2 separate regions of the Mus musculus genome follow, and region 2 is linked to region 1. A link is a contact called in public Hi-C data. All regions are on one chromosome and are shown on one strand. Each heading gives the region's core, a stretch centred on a gene start, on an enhancer-like site or on the middle of the called end of the contact. The rest is flanking DNA. Distances are from core to core; before and after follow the strand shown. Region 1 has its middle 110 kb from the start of Pik3r1. Region 2 has its middle 120 kb from the start of Gm36703.

Evidence for each region. A called contact is a pair of places that touch in the nucleus more often than the background predicts.
Region 2: a Hi-C map of adipose-derived mesenchymal stem cells shows a contact between it and region 1, with 4 times the contacts expected there. The contact joins two enhancer-like sites. A contact is called at or near these places in 1 of 15 datasets of contacts at CTCF or cohesin (the NIH/3T3 cell line), 2 of 484 Hi-C or Micro-C datasets (adipose-derived mesenchymal stem cells and uterus) and 1 of 115 datasets of contacts at active chromatin or transcription factors (the NIH/3T3 cell line).

The regions. Positions count from the first base shown.
Region 1 is chr13:101,876,252-101,881,806 of GRCm38.p6, reverse strand. No RefSeq gene overlaps it. Among named protein-coding and RNA genes, the nearest start is that of Pik3r1, 110 kb to the right of the region's middle. Within about 2 kb of position 2,031, at least 41 of the 459 cell types and tissues checked have an H3K27ac peak or open chromatin away from gene starts, as enhancers often do. A contact at or near this core is called in the NIH/3T3 cell line, adipose-derived mesenchymal stem cells and uterus, where this site is marked.
Region 2 is chr13:102,228,440-102,234,022 of GRCm38.p6, reverse strand. No RefSeq gene overlaps it. Among named protein-coding and RNA genes, the nearest start is that of Gm36703, 120 kb to the left of the region's middle. Within about 2 kb of position 2,767, at least 82 of the 459 cell types and tissues checked have an H3K27ac peak or open chromatin away from gene starts, as enhancers often do. A contact at or near this core is called in the NIH/3T3 cell line, adipose-derived mesenchymal stem cells and uterus, where this site is marked.

The DNA of each region.
Region 1 (5,555 bases), core at 782-3,281:
AGGGGAAGGTCAGTCAGCTATCATAGAATGAATAGAAATGGGCAGAAGTTCATGATGGACAGACCAATGAAGACTTGCTATATACAAGCTCCCACCACTCCTACAAGGGCTTGCATATGAAGGCCCAGAACAGCTGAGACAAGGCCTTATCCAACAAGGCATCCTCAGGAGACTTTTAGACTGTGCTTTGTACCTGTTTTACAATGTTAAAGTGTACCTCTGTTGGAGAAGCCATTTCCTAGCTCTTCCTTTCCAAAATGTATGGACTTCTAAGGCAACTCCTCCCAACTACAAAAAGATGACTCTTTCTAACATCATGGCTCCTTTAGCGTATCTGCTCATGGTCCTTGAGGAAAATTCATTTCTGCTGGCTCCAGAAAGTCAAGTCATTGACGTGTTCCATACAGTCCTCTGTATCTTGTCCCTATACCTTATTCCGCAGATCTGGCATCCAGTTTCTCCTTTATCCCTGGGGCTTAAAATTTGGGAAGGGCAAAAAATTTTGCACTCCTCACTGCAGATTTGGCTTCTTTCATCCTACACAACTTTTGTCCATACAAATAATGTATTGGTAAGCTGTCTAAAAGGGAAATGTGAGGCTTAAATATATGTGTGTGTACATGTGTGTATACATACATATATATATATACATACATACATATGCACACACATACACATATCAAATATGTACATACATATGTATACCCACATGTATACACATGCATATATATATATATGTATATATATATATATATATATGTGTGTGTGTGTGTGTGTGTGTGTGTGTACATGAAATAAGATCTGCATTTCCTTTCAGAGTAATCTTTGTTTGGGTTAAATCCTGCATGTCTCTGCTTTATGTATTTGGGTTGCTAAACCAGAGAATCACTGTTATCTGCTTAATTCAATACATGATTTTCCTGTGAACTGTTCTAATCTTGGTTTCCCAAGCAGATGGGCTGACACCTAAAATGAGACTAGCTTTGCACCTACTCCGTGTCTGTTTAAATCCCCCTTTTTAGAGGAAGATGAAAGGGTAGAGGTTGAAATTCACACATTCGCTGTGATTGCTTGTTACCGAAGTTTCCAGACTTGAAACATGCAGTTGTAAAATATACAACTGAAAGGTTGCACCACACCACCCACAGCTGTCCATACCTTGACTGCCAGCCCTGTTTACAGAGGATTGGTGATCCCAGGAACCCTGTATTAGCGCACACTCTCAGAACGGATCTAGAAGCCATTTTGTTTTCTTCAGAGACCTGTTAGGCTTTTCTCCTATGACCTATGATCATGTGGGTTGTGTTCATGTTCTCTTCTTTCCAAGACTACTTTTCTCCCCACAGCAATGGGCAGCCTTTCTAATATGAACTCCCCCCAACCCACACCCACCCTTTCCCAAGTAGCAGTCCATTTGGAATGCTAATACTTCTTAAGATGCAATGAAAAACCAAAACATGTGATAGATTAACCGCCAATAGCTGGAGGTGTGGGGGTGTTAACTGCAGTTAATAGTTTTGTAATGGTAACTTCCAGCTTTAACTGAATTTCCAAGGAGAACTGGGAAGCGACTGGAGCTGCTGAGGCAAGTCTTACTTCATGGTCCGGGCAGCCTCTAGCCTTTCTTCTAAAGATGTGTTTATCAAGTTGTTTATCAAGTATTTTAACATTGTGGCTGATAACTGAGTGCCTGGGTCCCTTGCCCAGTGGCTACCTCGGAACTCCTCACCTTCTGAGTCACACTGATGAGTCTTCTCTCATGCTCTCTAACCACTGCCAGTGTCCAGGCTCATCAGTCACTTCTCTGATGACATGTATCCTCCCAAAGATGGCCCAGGCCAATGTCAAGGTCGCTCTTGACTTGGCATTCCGGGGATGATTTGACAAGTTCTCTCTTTCGAAACATGCTAATAAAAACTGAGTTGTGTATCTTTTGGGGGTTCCCCCCACGTATGAACTTCCCATTTAGAAAGTAGCCCTCTCTTCTTCAGGCAGAAGGTTGCGAACATATGGAATCTGTTACAAGAGCAGTTGGTTTGGGCTGTTTCCGAGCCCAAAGCCAGCTTCCTAACCATGACAAAACATTCCCCACAATCTCATTGTGACTCATTTTTATTTTTAAATAACCTCTGGTGTGGACGTTTGTCAAGACGTTTTTGAAAGGTTAGAGAAATTATGTCCACATGCTTAGTGACCTCCTTGGAGAATTCTGGCTGATTGGATACATTGTCTCCCACTGAAAACCACTGGCTATCTGTGCTGAGTAACCCATGACTGCTCTGTCATTTTCAGACATGAATTTAGTTAAGTCTTAATGGGTTCTTATCGCTGGGCTCAGTACTCGTGAGACCATATAAAGAAGGGTAAAGGCATCGTCTTTGGTACTAAACATCATAAAAATCACGTCACGGAGGGTGAAAAATGTCACATGATCATTAGTGAATGCAAAGATGTAAGTGTGGTGGTTGTTACACAGCAAAAAAAAGGAGCTAAGGAAAACAAAATTATAAATGTTTTGGGGAAATGATGGGAAAATATTCCCACAGGAGAAAGGACTGGTTTTGCTCTTTAAAAGCTCAACTGACTTCATTGGAGCAGAGAGAAGGGTTTCCCAAGGGGCTCTAGATGTCAAGAGGAAAATAACAGAATAAAGACTTGGAGTAGGGGTTGTCTGGGTAGAGGCAACATGAAGGGATCAGATGGGTTAGCCTGCTAAACTAAGGAAAGCCTAGAATAGCCATCCCCAAGCTGCTATGGATGCATGTGATATAGTTACTTAAGAGCTTAAGCTGAGTAAGAATGGACTAACACAGGGTGGGGATACAGCATATTGGCAAATTGGTAAAGCTTTGTCTGGTGTATCTGTACTTGGTCTGGTTCTCAAATGAAGGCAAGGGTAGGTGAAGTGAAATGCAGAATGATCACAGAAATAAAAGGTCTCAAGAAGGAAAATTGAAGATACAGGATTGCAACGATAAACATAAAGTCCCTCCGGGTACTAAAATTTGTCTTTGCCTTTGGTAGCGCTTTGAAAACAAAGCCCCATGTACCCGATAGCATTAAATGGCAGAATTTATTCTATCACTGCTTGGGAGGCACCAAGCCCAGCTACAAGAGCAGTCAGCCATACCGTGTTCCTTCTGGAGGCTTCTTCTGGTCTCTGGTATTTGTCAGCAACCGTTGGCTGACCAGGGTTGAGTCTGCCTCACTGTAATGTCTGCCCCATCTTCACGTGGGATGTTGTTGTTTGTTTTGTCTTTGTGTCTCTTGTCTGTGTTTCTGTCCTTTCCTCTTTTCATAAGGACAATAGCAGTGTCTTGAGCCAATATAGCATCTTATGTAAATGTACTCAGTAAAGATTCTGTTCTTGAAGTCACATTCTGATGCAAGTGAACATGACTGTTGAGAGAATCTTTTCACTCTGATGCAGAGGGTGAAATCCCCAGAGGCACAACAGAGGGGCCTCTTCCTTCAGACCCCAGGTGTAGTGGTAAAAATTAGTCTGAGTTTCTAGCCCACCTTGGCTCATTCAGTTTCCAGGTAAAAACCACAAAACCTTTATATTTACATTAGAGCTGGGCAGATATCAACCCTCTATGCTCTTTTGTCTACTTCCCTTCCAATACCCCTGACATATGACTTGCCATGTTCTACCTGGGCCTCTTTTACTCCAACTGGCCAACCATTATGGCCATATTCTCATGATCCATCTACCCCATAGCATCTTCTCTCTTCATCTCCCTGTGCTCCCCTCATGGCCTCCATTCAGATTCCAAACCTGGTAACTGAATCCCTGTCTACCTCTTTTCTGTCCATCTATAGGCTGTAGGCATCTTTATTGACCAATCTGGGATAACTTAGGGGTAAGGTTACATAGCATCACTTGGTGTACATGAGGATCTTCTCATCTCGGAAGCAACTTGAGTCAGCAACTTGAGTCAGTATTTAGCATCACAATACATAATAATAACAGAACAAACCTCAACACCCAGGAAGTGAGCTGCCATTCTGAGCATGAAGGGAGTAGAAAGTGGTAGGAAGGGAATGTGTTCTCTGACCATCTACAGAGCAGAACACTCTCTCTGAGGGGTAGGGGTAGGTATAATTGTGAAGGAGAATAGGGGCTCTCAAGTCATCACTGGGGAGAAACATCACAGATCTACTCTCCCATTATCAACATTCCTCCTACACTACAGTAGCACAATCTATAACTCTACATTGATATGTCATTGTTACCAAAATCCATGATTCAAAATCAACTGAGGCATATGTACCACAAGTCTTGAAAAGTATATAAAGGCCATTTATTTTATTTTTACTTTTTATTCTTTATGAGTTTCACATCATATACCCTAGTCCCACTCATTTCCCCATCTCCTTGTATCTGCCCTCCCCAACCCCCACGCAACCTCTCTTGGCTTCTGTCACACAGTCAATATTGGATCCTCACCTAGACTCCTCCCAGTTATCAAATCATTGATCTGTGTCATGGAGATCGGTAGCTTTGGATCAGCAGAACTTGACCTTTCATGTGCTCCAACGGTTGAAAGATGATGTAGATTTTGGGTTGAACCAACAGAAAGCCATGGACCTGGGTCTAGGTGGTATGAGCTGGTCAGCCTGTCAGCTCTCTCAAATCCACATCACCAGGGAAAACTCTGTAACACTACTCCAGATAGACCACTCAGTGCCACCACTGGCAGGAAGCAGAGCCTCTCCTCTCACTATCACACCCTTAGGACTGACTCACCTATGCCTATACCATCAAGGCCAGCTCCACTCTACTGGCCCTGCAAGGTGCAGGGCCTGTTCTCTCAAGTGCTATACCCATTGAGGGGCAGGGTTAGCTCTCCTGCTCTCAAGACCTCAGGGCCAGCTGTCCAGACAACCACAGGTGATAAAGGTCAAGGGAAGGGAAGGCATCACCCCAAGGCCACTCCACTTCATGGCAGATGAGTGATCTGCTGGCTTCACATCAGGGTCAGCTCAACTGTGGGGCCTAGGCAAGGTCTAGCACTATGTAGCATGGTCTCAGGCAGGCCTCTGTGTATAAACTGCCCCCCCCCCCGTGCTGTGGGCAGCAGATAGGTCTTTGGGAATGCCTCCCCCACCCCCCACTGTCACCTGGCACGGTAGCCGGCAGGTCTCTGGATACCTTCTTCTTCCTGTTGTGTGGGGTTTTACATGACTACAGCCTGCTGAGTTCTGCAGTAGAGGGCAAGTCTGTTGGCCATTTAAATTTTAACATGTTGATATCAGGTCATGTCCACCTTACATCTCTATGCTGGGATTTTGTCTGGGTTGAGCTTGCACAGGGTTTAGTCATTCTTTTAGATTATATGTACAGATGTGCTATTATGTCCAGAGAACAGTATTTCCTTGTATTCCTTCAAGTCTCTGGCACTTACAGTTTTCCTGGTTCTTCATAATGTCCCTGAGGCTTGGGAGGAGAGGATCTAACATAGATGTCCTACTTAGGGCTATCTCTTATTCTCTGAACCTTGCCCGTTTTAAGCCTCTACATTGATTACCATCTACTGTAAACAGAAGCTCCT
Region 2 (5,583 bases), core at 1,518-4,017, 350 kb before region 1:
TTCTGACTCATCTTTGGATCCAAGGATGACTACAGAGCCTGCCATGTGGGAAGCACCTGTGTGGTGTTTTGAAGGATCCTACTGGCAGCCCCTGTGATGATTGGTACCCGTTATCATAAACAGTCAAGCTGGAATAGACCAGACATCAACTGTCACAAGTAAATACGTCTCCTGACAACTTTGTGCGTTCTGTTCTAAATCTAGAGTGCTTACCTGGGAATGATAGGACAGATCCCAGATGTGTCTCCATAGCCTGGGAGACTCCCTCTACTTGGTACACAGAGGCAGTTGCTTTTGCAGTTGTTATGATCTGAGCTAGAGCTTCAGGTCTAGTTCATCTCCATGGAAAAGTAATTTTATTTATTTATGTATTTATCTGTGTGTAGGTGTGAAGTTATATGCACCACATGTCTCCAGGTACCCAGGGAGGCTAAAGAGAACATCGCATCGCATATATTTAAATTTTCTGGTAGTGTAAGCCATCCTAGGTAGGTACGGAGAACTGAACTCTGTACTCTGTGATGGACTAAGCATCCTTAACAACTGAGCCATCTCTCTAGTCCGGAAAAGCACATTGAAATAAAAGAACACACAACTACATCTCTTTGGAGTCTCTGCTTGCCTCCAACCTTGCCATGGAGGATGCAGGGAAAGATAGTGACTTCCGGAAGAGTGAAGAGCCCTCAGTATCTGCTGAGAGAAGACTGGCATTTGGTTTCAGTCTACACGGTCGCTGGAAGTTGACCTGGCTTGTCTTTTACTCCTAAGCTCACTTCACACACTCCAGATTCTATGTCAATATCAGCAAACAATTCCTGTTGCCATTTCCATTCTTGTAAAGGAGTTAAATTAGAGTGGAGGGGTGAAGTAACTTGCCTGAAATCATAGAGAGTGAGTGGCCAATGTCATTCTTCACAGCTACACTGCCACCACGCAATGTTGGCCAGGTGAGAGATGCCCTGCCCTTCTCTTTTCTTATAAGAGAAATGAGGGAGGAACACTGACTGCCTCAGACTAGAAGGAAAGGTAATTTGGAAAATGCAGGAAAACGCTCATTTCTCCAAGCATTCCGGCTCCTTCTGTTCTCTTCTGTCCCTCACATAACCTGGCAAGGGGAAACATTGCCTCTTGAGCAATCCTGTAGAAATATAAAGCTGAAAAGAATATACCTCTCACCAGAGCCAAAGATAACAAGGCTGATTTGTTCAGACTTATTATTTTGTTTCAATAAAAGATCTGTCTCTGGTTTCCCCAGCAGTCCCACAGAGCCAACCCAAACTGAAAAGACACGCAGCTCAGAGAGTGCAACCTCATTGTTGAAACATGACAGATACTTGAAGAATCAGGAAATTCCTTCTGTATTTAAATGGCCAGCTCCTCAGCCAACACAGTCATGGGTGAAAGAAGACAGCAATACAGTTGTGGCCTGTGAGGCACACAGTGGGGCTTCATGCCCCTGTAGGAACGGATACCCAAGTCTATGCTTGCCAGCTGGCACACATGGTCCATTGACAAGATATGCAGGGCCTGGCCTTCCAGCTTGGAGCAACTGCTGGCAGAACACTGTGAGCATGTCAAAGGAAGGGTGATTTTTTTTTTAAAGGCCCATCGCTGGTTTTGTTTCTTTAAATGGTAGCCACCAAAAAGTTGTGCAAACACTTCAGCTGCGGAATATTTAATCTGACATTTGGCATGACTCCTTTGTTGATCCAAGACAAGAAGAATGTGTGTACGCTCTTAGTTCCTTCATTGCTTACTGGAAAAAAAAGAAAGAAAAGAAAAAGAGAGAGAGAGAGAGAGAGAGAGAGAGAGAGAGAGAGAGAGAGAGAAGGAAAGAAAGAAAAAAGAAAGAAAGAAAGAAAGAAAGGAAGGAAGGAAGGAAGGAAGGAAGGAAGGAAGGAAGGAAGGAAGGAAGGAAGGAAGACAAACCAGATAGGGCAGTTTTATGTTCCTCCTCCTCCTCCTCCTCCTCCTCCTCCTCCTCCTCCTCCTCCTCCTCCTCACTTTGAACTGGGTCTGTAGCTGGATGTAGTCCTGGTTCCCCAGAAATGGAATGATAATTACAGACCGCAAGTAGGGAGATAAATAGTTATTTAACAAGGTGGGTGGACTTGATGCCTTTCCAGAAGGGGCTGATAAAAACTTTAGGGGGTCACCATAACTGTAGGAGGTAGGCAGCTCTTTCTTTAGAATCTGGGATTTCACGGTTTTGGAGCCTCTCATGGAAATATTACCCAAAAGATTCCTCCTTTGTTTTTGGTGAGAAGGAAAAAGCAAAACCCAAACACCAGCAAGAAGAACTTAGTGGGAGTGTCCTACCTGCTGCACTGGTCACACAGTTTGCTGCCTCTGCTCTCCAATTGCCAAGGGGAGACACTCATTCTACTCCTTCTAAGTTGTTTTATTGACACATTGCTTCCTTAGAAAGTGCATCAGTTCTGGATTACCTTTAATTAAAATGAAACAGTTCCTAGCTCTACACTAATGAGAACATGGTCCACCTAGAAAAGTCAGCTCTCCCACAAAGCCTAGGTAGCAGACAGTTCTTTCTCACTGTGTGGAGGGAAAGGACCAAGTCCTGAGCAACATTGCACAGGAAAGCACGAAACTTTCCAGATGCTTCTCCACTAGAGCATGGGAGCGGTTCATTGACGTCAGAAAACACAATTCACATCCCATCCTCTGCAGGCAAGCCAGTCATGCGGACTGGACTCATACCACAAGCCAAGGAAGACAAGCTATTCATCCTCCACCTCTGAATTCTCAGTGGCAACCACTCTGACCTAGAGCGGCAGCTAATATGATCTGTGTCAGAACCAATGATAAGAAGGCTCTGTGCTGTCACTTAGCGCTAGATGATGCAATTCTGAGTCAACAAATTCCTAAAACAATATTCCATTTTATTGTAGGATGGATGAAGCTGGACAGGCAGAGGAGAGAATCGGGCAGAGATATGCAACTAAAGAAAAAAAATCAACCAAAGACCCTGACACTGCAAAGAACATTGCAGACTGATAAATCTGGATATTTCCTTAGTTCTGATTCAAGTTTCCAGGCCACATTCCAAACAAAAGAATTTATCTTTGTTTTTCATGGAAAGTTAAAAAAAACAAACCCTTTTAAGAATAATGTCCATGTTTGTGCTTTTATGGTTTTAGAGTTTGAATAATTCAGTTTGATGAGAAAGAAACTTCTAGAATTCAAAGAAAAACTTTATAGTCAACAAGCAAAAATGGGCCCCACAGTAGGAAATGGCTGTAACAGTGGGTCACTCGGGCAAACACTATTTTGATTTAAAATAGATATGCAAAAAAACACTACTTACTTTCTTCCTCTATTTTGGAGGGTTTTTTTTTTACATTGAATATTTGTTTTACATTTATCAGGAGAGTGACAAATAAATAAATAAATAAATAATAAAAATAAACTGCATTTTTCCAAACTTTCTTCTGTTGGATATGAGCAGTCAGTGTATGGCATAGTCTGCAACATTTGCTATACATTTGAAAAGACTAGAAGAGAATTTAAGCTTCTCAATATATTTAATAAGATAATATATTTAAAAAGCTGCAAAGACTGGATAGCCTGATTTGATCATTAGTGTGTATAATACTATACGTCTATGCAAATATTATGCATAAATTTCAGATAAAAAAAATCTATGCATTCTTTGTCAAAAAACCTAACAGAGTGTTTTTTTTCTGGCAGGGTGTTCCTAAGTCCTGGCATGAGGTAATTCTGAGTGTCTTCACTGTGACAAGGTACACTAAGTCAGAAGACTGCTCTGAAAGCTTTCCAGAAGTTGTTCTTCTCTAAACAGCTTAAATGTGTTCTTCATCACCTTTGTCAAGTGTCGCTCATGTTAAAAGACCTCAATGTCATGTCTCAAGAATGAACAAGTTACAACTAAAACTCAAGTGTGGGTTGTTTCATAGAAATCACTTCTTGGAGTTTCTCAGTCATCTTAGTGGTCTGGTGCCACAAAGAGGGCATTAAGGCATTTGTCAGTAAACAGTTTGGAAGCCCCATAGGGCTTGACAAATCCTCTTAGGTTTCTTACTATTACCTATTGCAGGTGTTGAACAATCATTTAGGGCATAGACTGAAGAATAATGGCATCTCGCATGCTGACTCTACTTGACTTGAAGGAGTTTCTGGAATGTTCTGTTGAGAGGTTGTAGAAGGTGTGGGTGCAAACTGATTAACAATGGCTGTCACTTGTATAATGCAGTAATGTTGATAACGCAATTGGTTTTAAATTACAAACTGTATTGCAAAATTGGACTAGACCAGTTTCTACTGGTTACAAACTGATCAAGGTATCTTTCCCCCAGGGTTCAGATGGTGACTTTCTAAGCCTAACTCGGGGCAACTGGCACTATTCCAGTTTTCATTTGCACATGTCTCTGTCCATGTCTAGATGCTCCACGGTCATTTACCAAGGCTGTAGGAAGACCATGATTTTTACTGAGCACTTCAATAAACCAGTTAAGTCACTGTGACACCACCACCTTCCTTAGAAAACCATTGCTTCATATTTAAATGTTTTAAGAGGTGGAAAAAGAATGCTTTATTTTATGATCTGCCTTTACCTTCATCTTTCCCTATCCCTGTATTATCTCCTCCATGAAAGGGACAGTTTAAAAGAAGATGGCATTAGGAACATAGTGTAAAAGTATGTCTCAGCGTCATCCCTACCATTCAGTTTCAATAGAATCCTTACGTGTGTATTCAATGTATGCAGTGGAAACCTTAGAGAAATGAACTCAATTCCTATGGAAATATACTAAAATTACTTCCTGTCATATGGCTGCAACATAAATGTTATTGGCAAAGTAAGTTGCAATATTATTCCCTGCAGAAGATTTCTGCATATGTGAAAAAGTATAATTGCTTAATTCAACACAAGAAAAGAAAAAAAGGGAGCAAGTTGGGAAGTGTGTTGCTATAGTAGTTAAGCTCCATGTTTATTAAAACTTAACTTATGAAAAGCTACATTTATTAAACATATAAAGAAAGTGATGAATTTGTCTAAGGATATCACACTCAATAAAGCTCAGGTCCATTAAAATAAAAAAATGAGTCATAACCATTAATATATTAAAATATAAAAACTTAAGGGCTTGTTTGGAGGTTCTAGGGAGGAGGTACAGCTACTGGTCCACCCCTGCTGGAAGACTGGTTCTCCTCTATTGAGGAAGGTCATCTTGTCTGACCAAGTCTACAACTTCTGGAGAGGTGCACGTGGAGCAGTGAAGGAGGAAGAGGAGAACTTCCTAGGCATCTAGATCTGCAGAATCAACCACAGTGATCAATGGGACTACAGATATTGCAGTGAGATTGCCCTCACATTCTGAAACAAGAAAGTTTAAATGGGGTGGGGATAGAAGGGCAGATTGGAGGCTAGAATATGGGGAAGGATGACTGAAAACCTTTGAAAATGCCATATGGAAACTTACTACTGTATAATCTTACTAATGCATACATATATTATATATGCACACACACACATGTATATATGTGTATATATATGTATATATATATATATATATATATATATATATATATATATATATGAATACA